Linked DNA regions of Mus musculus: region 2 is linked to region 1. Evidence: chromatin contacts called from public HiChIP or PLAC-seq data. All regions are on one chromosome and are shown on one strand. Each heading gives the region's core, a stretch centred on a gene start, on an enhancer-like site or on the middle of the called end of the contact. The rest is flanking DNA. Distances are from core to core; before and after follow the strand shown. Region 1 overlaps Kcmf1 (potassium channel modulatory factor 1). Region 2 has its middle 18 kb from the start of Gm31547.

Region 1 (5,882 bases), core at 935-3,434:
TCTAAGCACTATGAAAGAATGGTTCCAAGAGATTCACATCAGTGACTACGAGATGAGAGACAGTGTGCCACTAGGGCCAACTTAAGCAACCAGACATAATGGTCCTCTTGGTGCGATAGAAGAAGTTTCGTAAAATATTCAGCATCTATAAAATATCCTTTCTAAAAATAAACCTGTGGACTGTATCATTTAAAAGGAACATGGAGGATGAAAGAATACATAAATTACACCCCAAATGTGTACAACCAGCCAGAGACCAACTGCTAAGAAGCCGCACCTCCCTCTTGCGAGCCCAGCATTTGGGAAGCAGTGGAGCAATGGAGAACGCCCTGATACCCAAACAAATAACAGCAGCACAGGCCACCACAAAGAAGCAGCACTAGCCAAATTGGTGAGTTCCAGGGTCAGTGAAAAATTCTGTCTCCAAAATGAAGGTAACTGAGGAATGACACCCACACCATGCACAGCATTCACAGGTTTGTCTTAGCAAGAGATCTGGGCTTGCAAGTCTGACCCACATATCCATCAGCATCTACTCTATCCTAGAACCGCAGAGCACTCACCACCAAAACAGGGGAAATGCTGATGTGCTCAAGGCAGAGACTATACAAAGGATGTAGAGCAGCACACATCTGAAGCCTCGGAAATCAAGAGGCAGGGTCTGAGTGCCTATACAGAGCCAGCCAGGGCTCTACAGTGAGACCTTTTCTCAAAAACAGAAACACAAACAACAAAACCCACAACAGAGAGAAGTGACAGCTTCTTCAAGTAGCTCCCTCGACTCCAGGTTGACCATCTACAGAGTCAACACTGTGAACCACTCAACCAGTGAAGATTTCCTCTACATCAATATCCAAACACATCTATCATGTCCACAAGGAAGTCTTCACAACATACAAAATGAAGGCAAGACAAAGTCTACAGAGATGGTCTGACAAATCTATGTATAACCCGATGTGAAAGGCCATGGATTTGGCAAGCTGGATGGTATAGACTAGAAGCACCTCACCGCTGTTCTTCCTTAGTACAACTTATTTTCCTGCATTTTCCAGCCATGGTCTCACACTCACTGGCCTGTAAATTCTGCTTCTATTCTATTCAGGCAAATCACTTTACACTTTTCAACTCCCAGTCTTCACACAGAACAATCCTGAACTCACATATCAGAAGGTATCCTGCTGTTATACTCCTTGACCACTAGAATGCAAACCCCTCACAAGCAGAAGCAGTATCTTATGAAAGGAACTGTATCCAGGTGTGATGGGACACACAGAAGCTCACCACTCACACATATGGTCCAAGGCCAGACCGCTCTAAATCAGCCAGACTGTCTGAAAGGGCCAGCAAGATGGGTGAGCCTGCTGACTTAAGCTTCCAGCGAATGGAGAGAAGCCATCCCCAAAAGTTGTCCTCTGGCACAGGAAGATACTACTAATAAATAAAATAGTATATATTATATATATTATAATATATAATAAATTAGTAAGTGAATACACATTTTAAAATGTGCTGTACATGGAAACATCTTGTCAATTTTTTTTTTAAGATTTATTTATTATTATATGTAAGTACACTGTAGCTGTCTTCAGACACACCAGAAGAGGGAGTCAGATCTTGTTACGGATGGCTGTGAGCCACCATGTGGTTGCTGGGATTTGAACTCTGGACCTTCGGAAGAGCAGTCGGGTGCTCTTACCCACTGAGCCATCTCACCAGCCCCACATCTTGTCAATTTAAAACAATTATTTACAAGGCTATTTGTTGTATCCAGGATGAAATGACACTTATGAGCTAAAATAGTTAGGACCTACTATGTGCCAGGTACTACTCTAAATATTTTATCTACACTAACCAACACACACAACCATGCTCCAAGGCTGCTAAGAATTTTATCTTTTATGCTAAATGATACCCAGAGACCTAAGTAAGACTTACTAGGGTGTACCCTAGGTCAGTCAGTGGCCAAACTGGATGTAAAGACAGGCAGTCATTCAAGTCTCATATACAGCTCCACTGTTCACAAGTGAGGAAAACCTTCAGCATAAGCAAGAAAGCTCTACCCACTGTGGCAGCCTGACCTCAGTGTATCTATGAACTGGTAAATTATCTTCTACTCTCTCCTGCCAGAGCATGGTAGTTGAGTCGTAAGATCTGAACTGTAGGCCTTCTTCGGTCACCACTGTGTGGTGACTCAGCTCTTCCGGACCACAGCGGGAAGGAGGAGTGGCAAACAGGAAACACATGGAGGCTGCAGCGCTTGTTTTCCTTCAGAACCGAAACGTCCATTACTATCTTTCTTTTGATTTTATTAGAGAAAAGGATTAGAATAAACTAATTCCCATAGCTAGATCTCCAAGCAGGGCCTGTACAGTTCTGCATAGCCTTCTGTAGAGTCCCCTTGCCAATGAACCAAAGAAGGGCAACAGTAACAGACCAATCTTGGACCATCCAAAACTGCCAGGCCCTCCCTCAATCAAGAAAATGAGCCCACAGGTTTGCCTACAGGCCACGTGGGTGGGACACTTTCTCAACTGAGACTCCCTCTTCCCAAATGACTCATGTTGACAAAAACCACCTACCTTCCTTACTCAGTACCATGCTCTCTAGTCATGCCCCACCCCCCAACCCCCAGTCCTTTGAGACAGGGACTCTGTGTAAGAGTTCTGGCCATCCTAGAACTTACTATGTATATCAGGCTAGCCTTTCTAGTCTCTTCTATCCCATGTCCTCCCACTTCAGTGTTGAGAATTCTCCAGAGCTTAATGATACAGTCTCCTTAGTCCACAAGCTCTGCTGTCCCAGCAGGCACTCTACCACTACAGAGCTGTCCAGCCAGGCGTTCCTTTTTCCAGTTTACTGCTCCCACCTTCAAACCATGCTTTTGTGAATCTTAACACATCAAGCTAGAAATCCCAACTTTCAGCTCCTTCCATAATCCTACGCCTAATCAATTACCAAATTTATCTATTTGCCTTCCCCAGCTCTTTAACCTGTTAATCTGACAGCTACCATAGGGTGCCTTCCGAAACTCATCCATGAAACTCACTCTCATTTCTTTTCTCCTCTCCGTTGAGCATGAGCTCATGATTCTGCTACCCAGCATTACCTACCCAGTCTCAGGGGACCAGAGCTCCACACAGCCTGGTCTATTTTCACAATGAGAACATAGCTAGGCATGGTGGATAGTTTGAGGCTAGTCTGTGCTACCAAACAAGACTGTCTCAGCAAGGTGTGGCTGGGAGCTGGAGAGCTGGTAAAATAGGACCCAGGCTCGGATCCTAGTACCTATATGGTAGCTCACAATCAACCCTAATTCCAATTCCAAGGACTGTGATATACCTCTTCCTGGGTTTCATGGGCACCAGGGATATATGTGGTACAGGTAAATATAATCGTGCTAACTACTCATCAATGAAAAAAAAAAAGAGAAAAGAAGGACAGGGCTGCCCCTAATGGTAGTCGTTTATTTTAGGTATAATGGAGATATGAAGGAGAGCAAGCCAGACGCAGAGGCATCTGAAGAGTCCAGAATAAACAGGACCTCCGCCTGGGCTGGGCGTGTGTGAGAGAGAGGCAGGAGGGGAGTGGAAGAGAGAGGAACCTGGGGCAGTGGCCAAGAGGACAAAAGAGGCCAGTGCAGCCAAGATGGCAGGTTATAGAGAAGAGAGGCTGGGGGAAGGGCAGCTCAGCTCAACCTGTGGGATAGAGAAGAGTAAGGTAGGGGACAGGGCAGGCCAGCTAGGAGGACTAGAGGGATGCTGGGAGATCCTGGTGGCCAGTGTCAGTTTTGTTATGTCAATAGTCACCTCTTGGCTGACTGTATGGATCTGAGACCTAATGACTCATACATATAAAAAAGCAAGGCTCATCAAACTTCAGCTTGTGGCCTACCAACTGTTTTCACAGAGCCCATTAGCTAACAATGGAATCTATATTTTTATATGACTGAGGAGCTTTGAAAAGAATACTATTTATGGCTGAGGGTGTGACAGAGGGCTTGCCTAGCATTTCCAACATCTGGGTTCAATCCACAAGACAGGCTAAAATAAATAAATGTATTTAACGTGCTTGCAAGTTATATGAAATTCAAATTTCAGTGGCCTAAGATCTACTTGTTCATACACAGCCACGATCATCTGTTTCTATACTATCAATGGCCGCTTTCATTACACAGCCAACAGAGTGGGGCAGTCCATAACTCACACACCACGGCTCACAAAGCCAAATGCACTGGCCAAACACAGAAGCTCAGTATGTTTAAATAAAAGTGAACATCGACTCTGGCTTCTGATAGAATTTGATGCAAAATTATAGCTTAGTTTTTTTTTTTTTAGCATTTCTTATATTAGTGACCTCGGACAAACAAACCTTCAGCTTTCTAATCTATGACACACTCTGTTGAGTTATTTTGGCTTTATTAATTTACTTTTGAATAAGTGCAGGTAAGCACTCCATACATGTGCTGTGCCCACCATGCACAGACACACACCCACAAATAAAATTGTAATTAAAAAATTAGGTATATCGTAAGACTGACGAAATGATCAGTACATGTGAACACCTCGGAATCTAACAGCTACCTGGTGAATGTTAGTTTCTCCCCTTCCTGCCTCCCATCTCCATTGCCCAGAAGCCTATGTGTAATGGGTAAGAAAGTCAATACTTGCCCAAGTGCTACCACACAAATCAGTTTCCAAGCAAGCTAATCCCTCGATCCTTGAGTTGAGTAGCATCTACCTTGATTGCTGTCCCTTCTCTTTTCCCTGTGTTGTCTTACTGAGAGCAGCTCAATGTCCAGGCTTCTATGCAGATGGCTGTAAAATGCTTGCCACCAGCCCCTATTTCTCTCCCCCAAGTATATTTCCCAGCCTCTGGTTTCTATTTGATGGAATACCACCACCACCACCTTTCATTCAAAGGGTCAAAAGCTGAGCGTGTGTTTTTTTCATCCTTATGCTCCCAATTTGCTAGAAGAATCTGCTGTTCTTCCAGTACCCTGTCTATTCTTTGCTGTCTTACAATGAGACTCCGTCCTGTCATCTTTTTCCCTTTCTGTTCCTACTGCCATTGATAAATCAGATCCTTTTTTTATTTCGAGCTCATTTTAGCAAAAAGCCTTTAACCAGTTTCCTTGTCAAAAGCATCCATCTATCTATTCATCTCATGCTACTGCACACCTTTCTAAAACTTGCTCCATCTCTTTGTACCCTTTCTCTGATTAGTTTTTTAAGACAAGGTTTCAAGTAGCTCAGGCTGTCTTGTAAGTCTCAATCTTCCTGCCTCAACTTCCCTCAGCTGCTGGGATTACAGGTCACCAAGTCTGTCTGTCCATCTTAAAAAAAAAAAAAACTGAGGCATAATCAATCCGTCCTTCATCCCAGACTGTCCTTATGGGACCTGAAATCCCGCATTTTACCTCTCATGCTCCAACCTCCACTTCTACTCTGGTCTTCCATGATAAAAACACGGTCACCTTTCACTCCTGCAGTCATTGCTCTCTAACTTACAAAACTGTACACACATTGGCATTTTACCCCACAACCATCCTCAGAGAGGCTGGCATTACTATCTCATCCCTCTTTATAGAAGAGAAAACAAACTGAGCACTGGACCAGAAGTCAGAACAAGTGAATCCTTGTTCCACTTCCCCTTTGGAACCTTAGGCAAGTCAATCAATGTCTCTTATCCACTTCCCTTCTACTTACACACAGAGGTATTCAGCTGGAGAAGCTGGTCTCACTGACTTCAATGTATCTCCCGTTTTTGTAGTTCTGTATTTTATCTCCAACAATTCTCTTAGTTGGTTACCTCTACTCAACTCGTCCTATAAAACCACAGATTTTCAGGGTGGGGAGCGGTGGCACACATCTTTAATCCTAGTA
Region 2 (5,882 bases), core at 1,933-4,432, 110 kb after region 1:
CCTTCCTCCTGAAAGAAGGAAGCAGACTAGGGCTGAAAGAAGCCCAAGTGTCATGTCAACTCCTGCTTAATGATAGCTTCTGTTTCTCTGACACCCCATGGGGCTGCTGGCATTGGACTCTAGATGGGCTGCAATAGCTCTGGGAAGGGCCAGGTGGCTCTCTGTTGCTTAGTTCTCTAGACAGCTAGAACAAGTTCTGTCCATCCCAGAGAACTCTAGAGACTGTTTTAGAGTGGAACTGGATGCCTGTCGGAGTTTCTCCCAGCCTCCCTGACCCATCTGCCCTCTTCTTTTCTCTTTAGCTTGTGTGTATATGCACCTTTGTGCATGTGTTGGTGTTTGCACCGTGTGTGTGTGTGTGTGTGTGTGTGTGTGTGTGTGTGTGTGTGTGAGAGAGAGAGAGAGAGAGAGAGAGAGAGAGAGAGAGAAAACATGCATATTTATATGCATGTGCATGCTCTTCTGTGTCAAGGCTAGAAGACAACTTCATGTCATTTCTCAGGTGCCATCCACTTTCTTTGAGACACCATATTTCATTGGCCTGCAGCTCAATGGACTGGCTAACGGGCAAACCTGGGAGCCACAGAGATCCTTCTGTCTCTGCCTCCTCAGTGCTGGAATTATGGGATGTGCCACCATACCAGCTCTTTGCGTGGGTTCTGGAGATTTAGGTAGAATGCTTGCCTGGCAAGCACCTTACCAACTGAACTCTCTCTCTAGACTCCTGTTCTCACCCCCTTTTTAGATTTTTAAATTTCATGTGTATGAGTATTTTGCCTAAATGTAGAGATGTGTACCACATGTGTGCCCAGTGCCTGAGGAGGTCAAAAGAAGCTATTGGTTCTTCTGGAATTGGAGTTAAAGATGGTTGGGAGCCACCGTGTAGGTGCTGGGAATTGAACCTGGATCCTCTCCAAGAACACAAAAGAATTTAGGGAGGAAGGAATTTATTTTGGCTCAGTTTCTGGTTCCAGTCCATCCGAGCAGGGCAGTCACAGAGGCAGGATCTTGACACAGCTGGGCATATCACATACACTGTGGAGAGCAGAAAGCGACAGGTTCATGCGTGCTAACCGTCAGCTTCATTTCTCCTCTTTTACAGCCTGGGACCCCAAGCCAAGGAACAGTTTTGCCAACTTTTATGCTGGTTCTGCCTGTACCAGGTAATGTAATTAAGAGACTCTTTCCCTGGGGTCGTGGCCACAGGCTCCCACCTCTAATCCAGACGCTATCTGCAACTGATACCTGCTGGAGAAGTTGAAAATCATTTATATATATATATAAATATATATATACCAATGGAGCCTCACTGGATGTATCAACTGTATTCTAGGGAAGCCCCCAGGTGGCCAATGCAAAATGAACTCAGTGGTGTTTTTGTAGACTTTTTTTTTTTTTTTTTTTTTTGGTTTTATTGGGTGAGAGGTGAATTACATAAAAGGCTCCAGTAGACTGAGAAGCTGTGGGTAGGAAAGTTAATTTAATGGCCAGGCCTGTGGAAGCTTCTGATGAGGAGCTCCAGGCACCAGGCTGGTGTCTATTGCTTCTGACTGTGGGAGAATGACCTGCAGATGGACACGTCCATCTCCAGATCTCCCCGCTTTCTGTCCTTTAACAGGACCCTGTGCCTTGTGCATAGAGTCTCACTTCACAGAGAGTCTGTGGCCGTTCAGTTCTGATTAAAGAACAATTCTGCCTCTGGAGACGCCTGGCTGCTCCCCTCTGCCTCCTTTCCCTCCAGCAACCTCACTTTAACACTGGTCTTCTGCCTACTTGTTCTGATTTTCATTTTTTGTGAGTTTTTTGTTTCTTTTTTGGTGGTGGGGTTGGGGGGGGGGGAGGAAGGTGAGGGAAGAACTTGAAGGAATTGGGAGAGGGTAAATATGATAAAAATATATTGCATGAAAAGTTGTTTTAATTTTAAAAAAAGAAAGAAAACCTCACAGACACAACCAAAGACCAACTTGATCTAGACCAGTGGTTCTCTACCCTTTCTCAAGGGTCTTTTAAGAGCATCAGAAGACACAAATATTTCAAGTATAATTCATAATAGAAGCAAAATTACAGTTATGAAGGAGTAATGAAAATAATTTTATGCTGGGGGGCTGGTCCCCACATCATGAGGAACTGTATTAAAGGGCCACAACATTAAGAAGAGAGATTTAGACAAAGCTCATTGAGACTCTCTCCAGGTGACTGTAGATTGTGTCAATTAAACCAAACACCACAGCATGCTTTATGTTTATATCATTTGTCTATGATCTAAGTATGTGATTCTCAAACTGTGGATCTGTAAGCATGGCCTTCAAAAGGTGGGTGACACACCAGCTTTTGGTGTGCCCTGTATCCCTTTAAAGATAATGCTAGTTGGTAGTAAGAGGAAGGAAGTGTGTGTGTGTGTGTGTGTGTGTGTGTGTGTGTGAGTGTGTGTGGTCTGAGTTTGGGGCCAGCCTGGTCTACACAGTGAATTCTAGGCTAGCCAGGGCTATTTAGAGAAACCCTGTCTCAAAAGGAAAAAAGGGGGTGGGGAAGCAACTCAACAAAAGGTATCATGAAAAAAAGGTGTGTTTGTGTGTGCACACGCATCCTCTATGGGCCAACTTGAAAGAGCAGAGTGGTTTTCTTGTCATCTCATTTCTGGGAGGCAGTGAGCGGTTTGCTTTGTAGAGATGGTGCTTTTCTTGGGGTCATGTCCTGGCACACTTGGAGAGAGGTCTCCTCTTGGGTGGGAATTATGGGACACAAGAAGATTCCACAGAGGCCATAGCAAGAAGGAGAACATATGAGTGACCCTCCGCGGCCAGAGCAGCTTTTGACTCACAGCCTGGCATTAGGGCTGAGCCACCAGGCTAGGGCTATGTATGGTCCATGGGACCAGGCCCCATCAGAACATCATTCATGGAACAGACACAAGGGATCCACTACTCTAGAAAGGACTTCAGACAAGGAAGAAGGAAAAAGAGAAGTTGAGAAGAGGTCTCTTTATCCCCCACTGGCCCAGCCATAACTCTCTGTATCTGCTGCAAGATGCTAGGGCCTTGTTCCAAAAGCTGGTGGGATCTCAGAGGCCAGGTGGTGGCCACAGGCATCCAGCCAGCTCAGCGCACTGCATACCTCACAGGATTCCAGCCTGGCGAGCAGCTGCAGCGCTGACAAACAGGCAATAGAGCTAATCCTCAGGCTTTTCAAAGAGCCCAATGATGTCACTTCCTCATTCCCGGAGGCGTGCTTTAAGACCCTCTAGGATGCAGGATGCCGGACCCACCTGCTCCTGCTCTCCTCATTGGTTGCATTCATCCAGCATAACTTTCAGCTCTCTCCCTCCCCTGTCTCCTCTCCCTTCCTTTTTCTTCTCTATTCTTCTCCCCCTCTCTTTTCTCTTCTGTCTACACTCCTTTCCTCTCTTCTTTCTTTCCTATCTCTTCCTCCTCCTCCCCACCCCATTACCATCTGCACACAGGAGTCAATATTTCCTTAGGCCATAATGCTATTGTGCAATTTTGAGGTCAAAAGGCACACACACTTTAAATGGCGCTAAGTACCTTACAGAAGAGTTTGATGTTCCTATTGGTTGCTGACAAGCTTTCATTTTCACCAGTTTGAGAGGTGGTTTTAATTTGCTTTTAAGTTTTCATGGTTGGACAAGGAGGCACATGGTGGTGATCCTAGCTCTTGTGAGTTTGGGGGAAGATCATGAGTGTGAGGCTAGCCTGGGCTACACGGTCTTTTGGGCAGGTCTTGTGCTGGTGGCCATGTCTGTTGTGTGTCTGTGATTGCCACGGCCATGCCCTTTCTAGGGGACAGCTTTTCGGGACGCTCCCCTCCATCCTCCAGCTCTTACGATCTCCCCACCCCATCTGCCTCCGTGGGCCCTGGGTGTTGGAGATGGGTGCAGAGACGCACTGTTGAGGGCTTGCACTCTGCAGTCATTTGTTCTCAGCACTTTGACAGGAGCTGAGTCTCTGCATTAGCAGTTGCCCTTTGCACAAAGGAGCTTCTCCAAGCCAGGCTGGGGGCAGAACTTTGCCAGCTGAGAAATGTAAATGCTTTGGAGGGAAGTCATGCTTGGAGTACGGGGAAACTGAAGGACCTCTGGGATGCTTGTGCAACTAGAGACTTATGTGTTTTCACATCTTAATCACTGGCTGCTGCAGTGTGGTGGCCGGAGGGTGTGATCTGCAGATCTTTCTAGATGCTAGTTCCGGGAAGCTTCTACTTAGTTCTCTCTCCCAGAGTTCAGTCAACCATGGAATGGTTGGGTGGGTGTAGGTGTAGCTTCTGTAAAGTCATCATTTCTCCTCTGCCTCTGCCAGAGCCTCACCAGGTCCCCCAAGTCTCCCTTAATTCATCTCACACTTCCACTTTCGACTTTCGCTTTCTCTGACTTCCTTTCCATGCTGTAGTCTAGTGAGCTGAATAAGCATGCATTTGGCTGTGCAAACCTCTGCAGGGCTCTGCAGGACCCCTGCCTCCTTACTACTGCAGCTCTGGAGACCTCCCCTCTGGTTCAGTGTCTCTGTCTCTCTCTGTCTCGGTGTCTCTGTCTCTCTCTCTTTCTCTCTCTCTCTTACCCTTATGGCCTTGATTCAAGTCTGTGACCACACTCCTTCTCTCAGACCTCCTGGCCTTCGCTAAGCTGCTCTGAAATAAACTCTTCTGAAGTTTAGTTTAATTTGGACGATTCCAGTGGAAAACTCAGGAAAGATGGACTTGGCACACTCATTATTTGTCTCTTGTTAGCCTCTGGATCCTGGTTGCTTGCTTGCGCTCTAAAATGACCAGGAAAGGTTTAATTTAGTATAGTTTATTATTAACTAATTAAATGTGTGTGTTTGTGTGTATGTGTGTGTGTGTGTTCTAATGTCTGAGTAGAGGCACACATGTGCCGTGGAGCATGTGTGGAGGTTGGAGGACAACCTTCCGTGCTGGTCCTTACCTTCCATCTTGTTTGAGGTATGGTCCTGTGTTTCCTGCTGTGTACACAGGCTGGCTGATCCAACGGCTTCCTGGCAGCCTTCTGTCTCTGCTTCTCATCTGGTTGTAGGAGAACTGGGGATTATAGATGCATGCTACTGTGTCCAGCTCTATGTGGGTCCTGGGGACTTGAACTCAGATCCTTACCCTTCCACCTCCCTATAACTCCAGCTGCAGAGGAACCTGTTCTGGTGCTTTCGCACTCAAGCATTCCTTCATCTTGGGTCCACCTTTCCCCTAGGACAACGGTTCTCAACCTTCCTAATGCTGCGGCCCTTGAATACCCAGTTCCTCATGTCACGGTGAAATCCACCCATAAAATTATAATCATTGGTACTTCCTAACTGTAACTTTCCTACTGTTATGAATTATAATGTAAATGTCTGTGTTTTTCGATGGTCTTAGGGGGCCCCTGTGAGTGCCAACCCCTTGCTACTCTAGGGACAAATAGCAAGGGGTTGGCACTCTTGTCCTGCTAACCCAAGGACATAATAAGTCTTTTTTTTAAAGCATTGATTGTATGCGGGATGGGATGGGGTGAGTGGAGAGAGGTGTATGCTTGCCACTTAGAATCTGTGGAGGCCAGAGAACAACTTGTAGGAGTTGGGGGGTGTCTCTCTTTCCACTCTGTGGATTCCTAGGATTAAACTTAGGTTGTCAGGCTTGGCAGTAAGTCCCTTACGCCCACTAGTGAGATGGCTATCTTACCAGGTCTGAGAATGGACTTTGTTTATCAGTTTTGATTTTTGAGACAGTGTCTCACACCAGGCTGGCCTGGATCTAACTCCCCATATAGTCCAGGCTATCTTGGATCTAACTCCCCAAACAGTCCAGGCTGGCCTGGATCTAACTCACTATGTATTCCAGGCTGGCCTGGATCTAACTCCCCAAACAGTCCAGGTAGTCCA

Evidence for each region. HiChIP or PLAC-seq counts read pairs in DNA pulled down with a chosen protein or histone mark.
Region 2: a contact with region 1 is called in a BATF HiChIP or PLAC-seq map of CD8 T cells, with 7 read pairs. The contact joins two enhancer-like sites. A contact is called at or near these places in 3 of 484 Hi-C or Micro-C datasets (CD4 T cells, CD8 T cells and regulatory T cells), 6 of 115 datasets of contacts at active chromatin or transcription factors (CD4 single positive thymocytes, CD8 T cells, the SCID.adh cell line and 2 more) and 2 of 9 other capture datasets (adipose tissue and liver).

Annotation. Positions count from the first base shown.
Region 1 is chr6:72,879,272-72,885,153 of GRCm38.p6, forward strand. The region is part of intron 1 of Kcmf1 (potassium channel modulatory factor 1); the gene reads right to left. Among named protein-coding and RNA genes, the nearest start is that of Kcmf1, 18 kb to the right of the region's middle. Within about 2 kb of position 2,185, at least 154 of the 459 cell types and tissues checked have an H3K27ac peak or open chromatin away from gene starts, as enhancers often do. A contact at or near this core is called in CD8 T cells, adipose tissue, bone marrow-derived macrophages and 1 more, where this site is marked.
Region 2 is chr6:72,986,054-72,991,935 of GRCm38.p6, forward strand. No RefSeq gene overlaps it. Among named protein-coding and RNA genes, the nearest start is that of Gm31547, 18 kb to the right of the region's middle. Within about 2 kb of position 3,183, at least 104 of the 459 cell types and tissues checked have an H3K27ac peak or open chromatin away from gene starts, as enhancers often do. A contact at or near this core is called in CD8 T cells, adipose tissue, bone marrow-derived macrophages and 1 more, where this site is marked.